Linked DNA regions of Sus scrofa: all the other regions are linked to region 2. A link is a contact called in public Hi-C and promoter capture Hi-C data. All regions are on one chromosome and are shown on one strand. Each heading gives the region's core, a stretch centred on a gene start, on an enhancer-like site or on the middle of the called end of the contact. The rest is flanking DNA. Distances are from core to core; before and after follow the strand shown.

Region 1 (2,700 bases), core at 197-2,696, 720 kb after region 2:
ACCCAAGTCCCACCCCACTCCTGAACCAACCACTTTGTTAGTTTCTTGTATATACTTCAAAAATTTCTTTATGCAAAAGCTGTCCTTAAATTAAGCTAATGTTTTACAGGTGTGTTTCCAATGTTAAGTTCTGGGAATGTGAAGGGGGAGGGGAAAGGGCGAGCGGCCTAGGTCTTAATTCACCCTGCTTTACCCTAAAGCAGTGTTCTTCATTCACTCAAAAAAAAAAAGAAAAAGAAAGAAAGGAAGAAAGAAAGACAGACAGACTAATCATATATTGAGCACATATTATAAGCCAGATACCAAGTATAGCATTAATATTAACTGATTACCCTTCAGTTTCTTATTATGCACCAGAAATGTATTTAACCTTTTACACGATTGTCTTTTATCTTCACAACACCTTAACAGGTAGCTTACTAATTATCATCTCCATTTTACAAATAAGGAAACTGAGGCACAGAAAAGTAATTTGACCAAGCAAGAAAAAGCAGGATTCTGAATCCAGGCCTTACTCTACAGCCCTAGCTCTTAACCATGACGCTCTACACCGGCAAAACAGATACAGTCCCTGCACCCGCTGGAGCTCAGCTTAATGTGGAATACAGGCGAGAAAAAAAGTAGACAACAAAGAAATATGTAATTACAGACTGAGAAAGTAATGTGAACAAAACGAATTCAGGTCTGTAACTGAATAACAATGGGAACCTACTCTGGGGTGGGGGTGGGGGGTTATGTCAAGGAAAGGCCTCTCTGAATGACATTTTAGGAGAGAACCTTTTAGGAGCTGAGATCCTTTTAGGAGCTGCAGTGATGACCCACCGCCCAATTCATGGGGGAGAAACTCAAGGACCATAGAGGCTAAAGCAAACTCGCTCAGGGTCCTCCAGACGTGCAGACGTGGCGCAAGGAAGGGAGGATCCAGGAGCTGGGCCCCGGACTCGTACACGCCATCAATGCCTGATGCAGCTCAGCCTTGCTCAGCCCCTAACACAGGTCCTCTAGCCTGCCACTGCCCACTCACTGTCCTGCCGCGGCTGACAGCGTCCGGAGAGCCCACAGAAAGGCCCAACGGCCGGCCAAGAGGGGTCGGGCCCGTACTGCGGCGGCCTGGAAAGGCCTCTTCGCCGGCCCTCGGCCAGCTCCCGCCCGGTCCACCCCGCCCCGCCCCTCCGGGCCGACTTCCTACCTGCACCGCCCGGACCAGGCCCCGGCCGGTCAGCTGGCCCTGCCGCAGCTGCAACAGAATGTTACCAGGCCGCGGCCGGCCGCCCCATCCGCCCCAAGCCGCCACCGTTGCCGCCGCCCGTCGCGCCCGGCCGGCCCCAGATCCAGCAGCCGCCGGCGCCGCCGCCATGTCTCCTCGTCCGACAAACAGGAAGCAAGCGGCCCCGGGGCCGCGGAGATTTCTACGGGGCGGCGGAGGGGTCGCCGCAGCGCCCCCACTGGGCTGACGGCGGAGGCGCAAGCCGCGTGGCAGAGCCGTGAGCCCCGCGGGGGCTGCTGGGAACTGTAGTCTTGATCTGAGGCGGGCAGGTGCGAGAGAGCCTGGCGTCCCCTGCGCCACTTGTTTCTCTGGCCCAGCATTTTGGCGAGGTCCTCTGACGTCGAAGACAAGTCTCTGCGTGCGCACTCTCCCATTTCTTGCCTATTTGGGGAGGTTATAGCCAACTAGCTAGAAGATCCTGGGTTCCAGACCAGGAATCTGGCCGCCTGATGTGATTCCTGCTTGCCTCTTTCTCTACCCTTGACTCGCCACGGACCTGAGCCTCAGTTTCTTGTTAGTTCATTCAGTCGATAGTTCCTGGGAGTCTGTTCAGCCAGTAAATAGTTCCTTGGGGCCCGCTCTATCAGTACCGAACAGTCCTTGGGAAAACAGTGCTGAGCAGAACAAAGTCCCTGTTTTCAAATGCAAGTTACAGGGGAGGTCAGCAAATCCATATGCAAATACACAGTAACAAACTGGGTAAGATGTGTAACTAGATTGTCGTGAAGTTAAATGAAATAATGGAAGGGGAAAGGATTGGTAAATTGTGACATCATATTCTCTGTCAGAGGAAACGTCGTAATTTCTCCACACAGGACGGTATGTTCTCTCTACTCCGAACCAACGTAATCATTTTTTTTGGCAAATTTCTGTGGCAGGATCTCGTCCTCTCCTCTCCTTTTTTCTTCCTGGGAGGGGATCATGTAAAATAAATGAAAGAGGAATGCTGGGTGTGATGCAATAAGGAATGGTGGAGATTGTGCCGCATAGTTTATTGCTCAAATCAGAACATATTTAAGAATGAAAGGATGCTGCTAACAATTACAACAGGACAGCAGGCATATATAGGGATTGTTCCTGGCACACTGGGATTGTGGTCACCATCCTCAGGCCCATCAAAAGGAGTGATCTCTACCCTCTCCTGCAGATTGTTGCTGAATCGTCTAGTTTTTCCAGAACAGCCAAAAAGCTGGGTTTTGATGTGAAATTACCCAGTTCTGAAAACTCCATAGGCCAAGTAAAACCCTATTTGTGACCCCAAGACAGGGAGACCAGGGACCAGATCCAGATATACTTGGAACTTTAGCATGTGGTAAGGGAGACATTTCAAATCAATGGGGAAAGAAAAAAAAATTTAGGTCTTAAACTTTACAGCAAAAGCTAAAATGAATCTCAGACATATTAAGTTACATATAACAAAATCAAAATATAGT
Region 2 (2,700 bases), core at 13-2,512:
TTGGTAAGTTACTATTTCCACAGAATCTTTCCAAGTCATTTCCTATTACACCTTCAGCTTCTTCCTCTGTATAATGGGATAAAGTCCACCTCTAAAGGTCATTCTGTAAACAAATGCAAACCCCCAGATACACAGCTCCATAAATATTGATGCCTTTCTCTGGGTAGAATGGTGTCTTGAATTTACTTTAAAAACTGATAGTCTGCCTGAACAGTTTTTTCCTGAAAGGTCAGTGGGGCTGTTTCAGATGTGTTCACTTATATACTGTGGTGAAAAGGTGAGCAGGATCTGGATTTATATCCTGCTCCACCACCTCCCAGCTATAAGATCATGGACAAGTTAACCTTTTTTCCTGTATCTCAGTATACTCATTGTAAAATGATAAAGTAACAGCCCCTATCCTAAAAAACCGTGAGAAGAAAATGAATTAATCTAGAATAAAGGTAGAAGGCAGTGCCCATTCCACAGTAAAAGCCCAGTAAACATTAACTATCAATGCACAGCTTCAATCCCTAGGAGAGCAGTAAGGATTTTTCTAGCCACTCCAAAATTTCTTCGAGATTCTCTGTACGATTGTCCCTGTTGGCCAGGTGGGTGACCCCAGAGGTTGAGTAACAAGCCCAAAGTCCCTTGTAAGTGGACTAGTGCTTGTGTCGGCTCAGTCTCCAGGCCTCTCCTCACGTGCCCTTCGGGGTCTTAATGACCTCGTCTTCCCTGTAGGTGGCCCAGAGAGGGATAAGCACTTGCCCAGGACCACCCAGGGGGCCAAAGAGCTGGTCCAGACCCAGGAGGCAGGATCCAGGCTCCCCGGTGTTGGCCCCAGCAGGTGCCATTGGTCCCAGGCCTCGGTTAGGTGTGCGCTCCCCGCCCGCCCCAGCCGGCTCCGTGTGGAACACGCCGCGAGTTCACCACTCCGCAGCCCGCGCCGCTGCACCCGGCCTCGCGGGGCACGCCGGGACTCGTAGTGCGCGGCCGCCTCCGAAGACCTGCTCATGGCGGCGGAAGAACTCCAGCCCCCAGAAGGCCTCGCGCGGCCAAAGACCGCGCCAAGCCAGCGATTCAAGGGGCTCCTCCTGAGCGCCCCGATTCGGCCCTGTGGCTGCCGTCCCAGCAGGCCCCTACCCTGCATGTCCAGGGACTCACCGACTTTGTAAGGCAGCTTCTCCGACATGCTGGCGGCGCTTCCACACGTAGTGATGGACACGAGCGAAGGGGGCCGGCCTTGGGCTGGGGACAAACGCAGGGCGGGCGGCGCCGGGCAGGGATCTGCGAGTGGCACCGGCGCCTTTAAATATCTTACCGTAGCTTGCATATTCATGAGTCCCGCTGGTGCTGAGCGGTCGGGGCGGGGCCCAACGCAGGGGGGCGGGGCCCAACGGAGGGGGGCGGGACCAGAACGGACTTTGGTTGGGGTTCAGACCAGTTTTTAGCTTACGGGGACCTTCCACCTCCCGAGCAGCGTAGCGAAAGGAGTTCCAGGAGAGGCCTGATATCAAACCTGAGGCCATCTTTAACTTCATTCATTCAATCAGTGAATCCGACGCCAAAACCGAGTGAAATTGAAATTCCAACCAGTTCACTTCCCAGAACCTCAATTTCCTCTTCTATAAATTGGGCAGAATGATACCTACCATACAAATAGGTAAAGTTGCAATATGTCAACACCTAGCACATGGGAGACCTTCCACCCTCCTCCCACCATGCTGAGTTTAGGTAGATTTGTATGCATTTTTAATACTTTTACTACATATGCATAAATCATTAAATGCTTCATAGAAGTCACTCTGTGTTTAAAACCTTTATTTAAATAGTGCCATACTGTACTTACTCTTCTGCAACTTGCTTTTTTTCTGTTAATATTTGTAAGGGTCATGCATAGAGTTTTGCTGCTGTATAGTATTTTATTGTATACATCGTGTGATTAATTTACCTGTTCTATATTCAGATTTTATACAGTCTGCCATTATTGTGTATATGAAAAAATGAACATTGCCTCTTAGCCCATGAGTAGGTGTCCTGGAACCATAAGTGTACTCAGGGGTGGAGTTTTTGAGATAAAGGCACATTTTTAACTTTCCTAGATATTACCAAATTGTTTTCCAAGGTAGCTCATCCTATCACCAGCAGTGTCTGAGAGGGCTTGTTGATCCACATCCCTGTCATCACTTGTCAGTCTGACAGAATTGTTTTTTTCTTTTTTGCTTTTTAGGGCTGCACCTGTGGCATATGGAAGTTCCCAGGCTAGAGATCAAATCGGAGCTGTAGCTGCCAGCCACAGCCACAGGAATGCCAGATCCTTAACCCACTAAACCATGCATTGCTTAGTTTTGACTGTTTCACCTTTGTGTAAATGAAATCATAGGATACATATTCTTCTGCAACTTACTTTTCTCTTTCAGTTCTATTTTTTTTTTTTTTTTTTTTTTTTTTTGGCAGTGCCTTTGGCATGTGGAAGTTCCCAAGGAGGGATCTAACCTGAGCCACAGCAGCAACCCAAGCTGGTGCAGTGACAACACCAGATCCTTAACCTGCTGCACCGCAGGAGAATTCCTCAACATTGTTGGTTTGTTTTGTTGTTGTTGTTGTTGTTTTTTCCTGTCTTTTGTCTTTTCCATACACCTGCAGTATATGGAATTTCCCAGGCTAAGGGTCGAATTGGAGCTGTGGCTGTAGTGTAGGCCGGCAGCTACACCACAGCCA
Region 3 (2,700 bases), core at 108-2,607, 520 kb after region 2:
CAGTGAAATGTGTGCCCCTTTAGAGCAATTAATGCCTCCTTGATGAAGTATCTGTCCTCCCAGTGGGGTCCATGTCCATTCCTTGAGGTCTGTATCCCTTCAGGGAGCCTTGAAACCCTTCCCTCAGGATTAGGTAGCTCTGGATCATAGGTCTGACCATGGGGGTGGGGGGCAGTGTTTGTTTTTCCATTTGGGTTGTGTTGGGCTTGAGTTGAGCTAATTAAAGAACAAGGGAGCAGGTGGGAAGAGAGGCTGAGCCAGATGGGGTCCTGTGTAGGCTTCAGGAAGTGGGGAGTGCCTGCTTTGAGCCTCTGAATCATTCTTGGAATTAGATATTTAAGGATTTTTTCTGCCTTTACAGCCATTCTGTGAACCAATGGGTGGTGTGAGCCCTTCTTAGTGGTGAGTACAGGTGGGAGATGAGGGTCCTGGTTGGCCTCTCCTTTCTGGAGTGGAAGGGCTAGAGGGAAGTCAGAGGTATTTGAGCCCAGGTGGGGCAAGGGAGACGTCTCTTGGTGAAGAGACCGGGAAGGAAAGAAGGGGAAGGAAAGTGAGTGATTCCTTCTGTTTACATACACTTTGTCATTTCACAAGCCACAGCTTCAGCCAAATGAGGCTGGTAAAAAGACCTGGAGTCAGGACCTAGGTTTGGCTCTAACATGTCGTCGTTTTCTCTGTGACCTTGTACAAAGTCCTCCCTTTACCTAAGTTTACCATTTATGTAATGGGGAGATGGGTTTATTAGCAGAGACCTGAAGGCACCTCCTAGTCTTCACTCAGTTTTTTGGATGGAAGTTTGCGCAATCAGGGAAAGTAAAGACCTATCCTCGGGGGTGGGAGAAAATTGGAGTTTACTTAGTGTAGGGGATAGTTCCCCCAGAGGAAAGGTGTCACCCAGAAAGGACACCTCTTGACTTTTCAACTCTGTGGGGTGACAGGCTGTGCGATCAGACCACTGGGCGGCTCAGCTCTTTAGCCCAGCTCTTTCCCGCTGAGTCCCGCCCTAACACAAATCTACATCTGTAACTCCAAGATCCCACCCAACCCTGGTCACTCCATGGTCCAGCCTCCTCTCCTGTCACATCCAGCCTCGCCACTCCCCCTCACTCCATGGGCCCACCCTCTCTCCTGTCACGCCCGGCCCCACCCCTTCCGTAAGTCAGCTCCGCCCCAAACCCCTAGCAAAGTTCCACTTGCCCTCCTGGGTTTCTTTGCTAGCCCTGGTCCCACCCCCACCAGGCCCGGCTCCGCTCTCCCGGACGCCCAACAACCAGGACAGGCCTAAGCCACGCCTCTGCCGTCAAGCCCCTCCCCTTCCTTAAGGCCCCGCCCTTCGGTCTGCTTGTTTTCCCCGCCTGAGCGCTGGAGGCAACAGCTAAGGCGGGTTCTGTGCAAGGAACTTGAGGCAATGGGGCTTCCTGAAGAGCGGGGCCGGAGCGGCCGCGGGAGCAGGGCCCGGGAGGAGGCTGGAGCCCGGAGCTGGGCTCGGAGTTGGTCTCCACCGCCCGAGATCATCCGTTGCGCGCACGTCCCTTCGCAGCAGCGTTACGCAGAGCTGCACCGGCTCTCTGTGGAGAACCCGCAAGGTGAGGCCCAGCTCCGGCGGGCCTGAGGGACGTCAGGGAGGAGAGAAGTGGGGGTGCACAGGGGAGTGAGGAGTTGGGGGCGTTCTGTGCGGAAATGGGGTTCCGTGGAGAGATGAGGGGTTTTGGGGGGAGCTGGGGTTCCCTCGGAAAGTTGAGGGATCCGTGAGCAGATAGCGGTTCTTTGAGGACATGGAAAAGGGGTTCCAGGAGGAGAGGGGAGTTCTCTGAGAAGGAGAGTTCTGTAGGAAATAAGGATTCCCTAAGGTCTGGGGAGTTCCTTGGCGACTTGGGGGTCTCGTGAGGAGGTGAGGAGAGTAAAAGTGTCCTGGAGAGAGTTTCTCAGGTGAACAGACAGGTTCTTAGAGGCGCCTTGAGGGCAGGCTGGCCACGGGAGAACTTTCTCCGCACCCTTTCACGCCGGTCCCACCATTGCCTCCTGACACCTTTCACCTGTTAGTCCCACTGCAGAAGGGCAGTAACCGGGCTGGGTCCCATCCTGGGGTCCTCAGATGAGTAGTGGAGTCCCAGATCTATTTTTAGTATTTCAGAAATCCCAATGGAAACTACAATATAAGACTGAACAAGTCACTAAAATGTCTTTTAAAATAACTGGGGCTGGGATCGTAATCACTCAGAGTTTTGGATAGTTCTATGTCTTTGGGAATATGTAAGTAAAATTCTCGGTCTTTGCGGTCAAGCTAGGTAAGGAGTCACAAGTATAGCTGAGTTGGGAGCTGCATGATGTTGGCAGTGGGGCAAGAGTGAGCCACTGTATCAATCCCAGAAAAATCTGGATTTAGATCCTGGCTCTGCCACTCATTTACTGTGTGGTCTTCTGGAGATTTAAAAACCTGTCTGAAATTCTTTATCTATAAGAGAGGGGTAGTAATAACTGCCTCGTGGGTTGTTTCAGGGCAAAAGTGAGTACTAAGTAAAGTGTGCATTATAGAGTGCCTGAGGCACAGTAAGCGCAGGTTGTTTGAAGGCTAAAGTGAGTACAAAGTGTGCATTGTAGAGTGCCCGATGCACAGCAATATCTAAATAGCGCTAAGGAGGAGCTCCGGTTGTGACGCCGCGGAACCGGACCCAACTAGTATCCATGAGGATGAGGGTT

What was found. Promoter capture Hi-C pulls out the DNA fragments that hold promoters and counts their contacts. A called contact is a pair of places that touch in the nucleus more often than the background predicts.
Region 1: a promoter capture Hi-C map of fetal liver shows a contact between it and region 2, with 2.4 times the contacts expected there. The contact joins the promoter of TRPC4AP here to the promoter of AHCY in region 2. A contact is called at or near these places in 1 of 5 promoter capture datasets (fetal liver) and 1 of 47 Hi-C or Micro-C datasets (embryonic fibroblasts).
Region 3: a Hi-C map of liver shows a contact between it and region 2, with 4 times the contacts expected there. The contact joins the promoter of ACSS2 here to the promoter of AHCY in region 2. A contact is called at or near these places in 1 of 5 promoter capture datasets (fetal liver) and 1 of 47 Hi-C or Micro-C datasets (liver).

Annotation. Positions count from the first base shown.
Region 1 is chr17:38,466,844-38,469,543 of Sscrofa11.1, forward strand. TRPC4AP (short transient receptor potential channel 4-associated protein) reads right to left here and starts at 1,447. Exons shown (of 19, transcript XM_003359957.4): 1 at 1,190-1,447. The coding sequence starts at 1,357.
Region 2 is chr17:37,743,116-37,745,815 of Sscrofa11.1, forward strand. It overlaps AHCY (adenosylhomocysteinase), which reads right to left and starts at 1,263. Exons shown (of 10, transcript NM_001011727.1): 1 at 1,144-1,263. The coding sequence starts at 1,171.
Region 3 is chr17:38,258,931-38,261,630 of Sscrofa11.1, forward strand. It overlaps ACSS2 (acyl-CoA synthetase short-chain family member 2), which reads left to right and starts at 1,358. Exons shown (of 18, transcript NM_001143695.1): 1 at 1,358-1,586. The coding sequence starts at 1,409.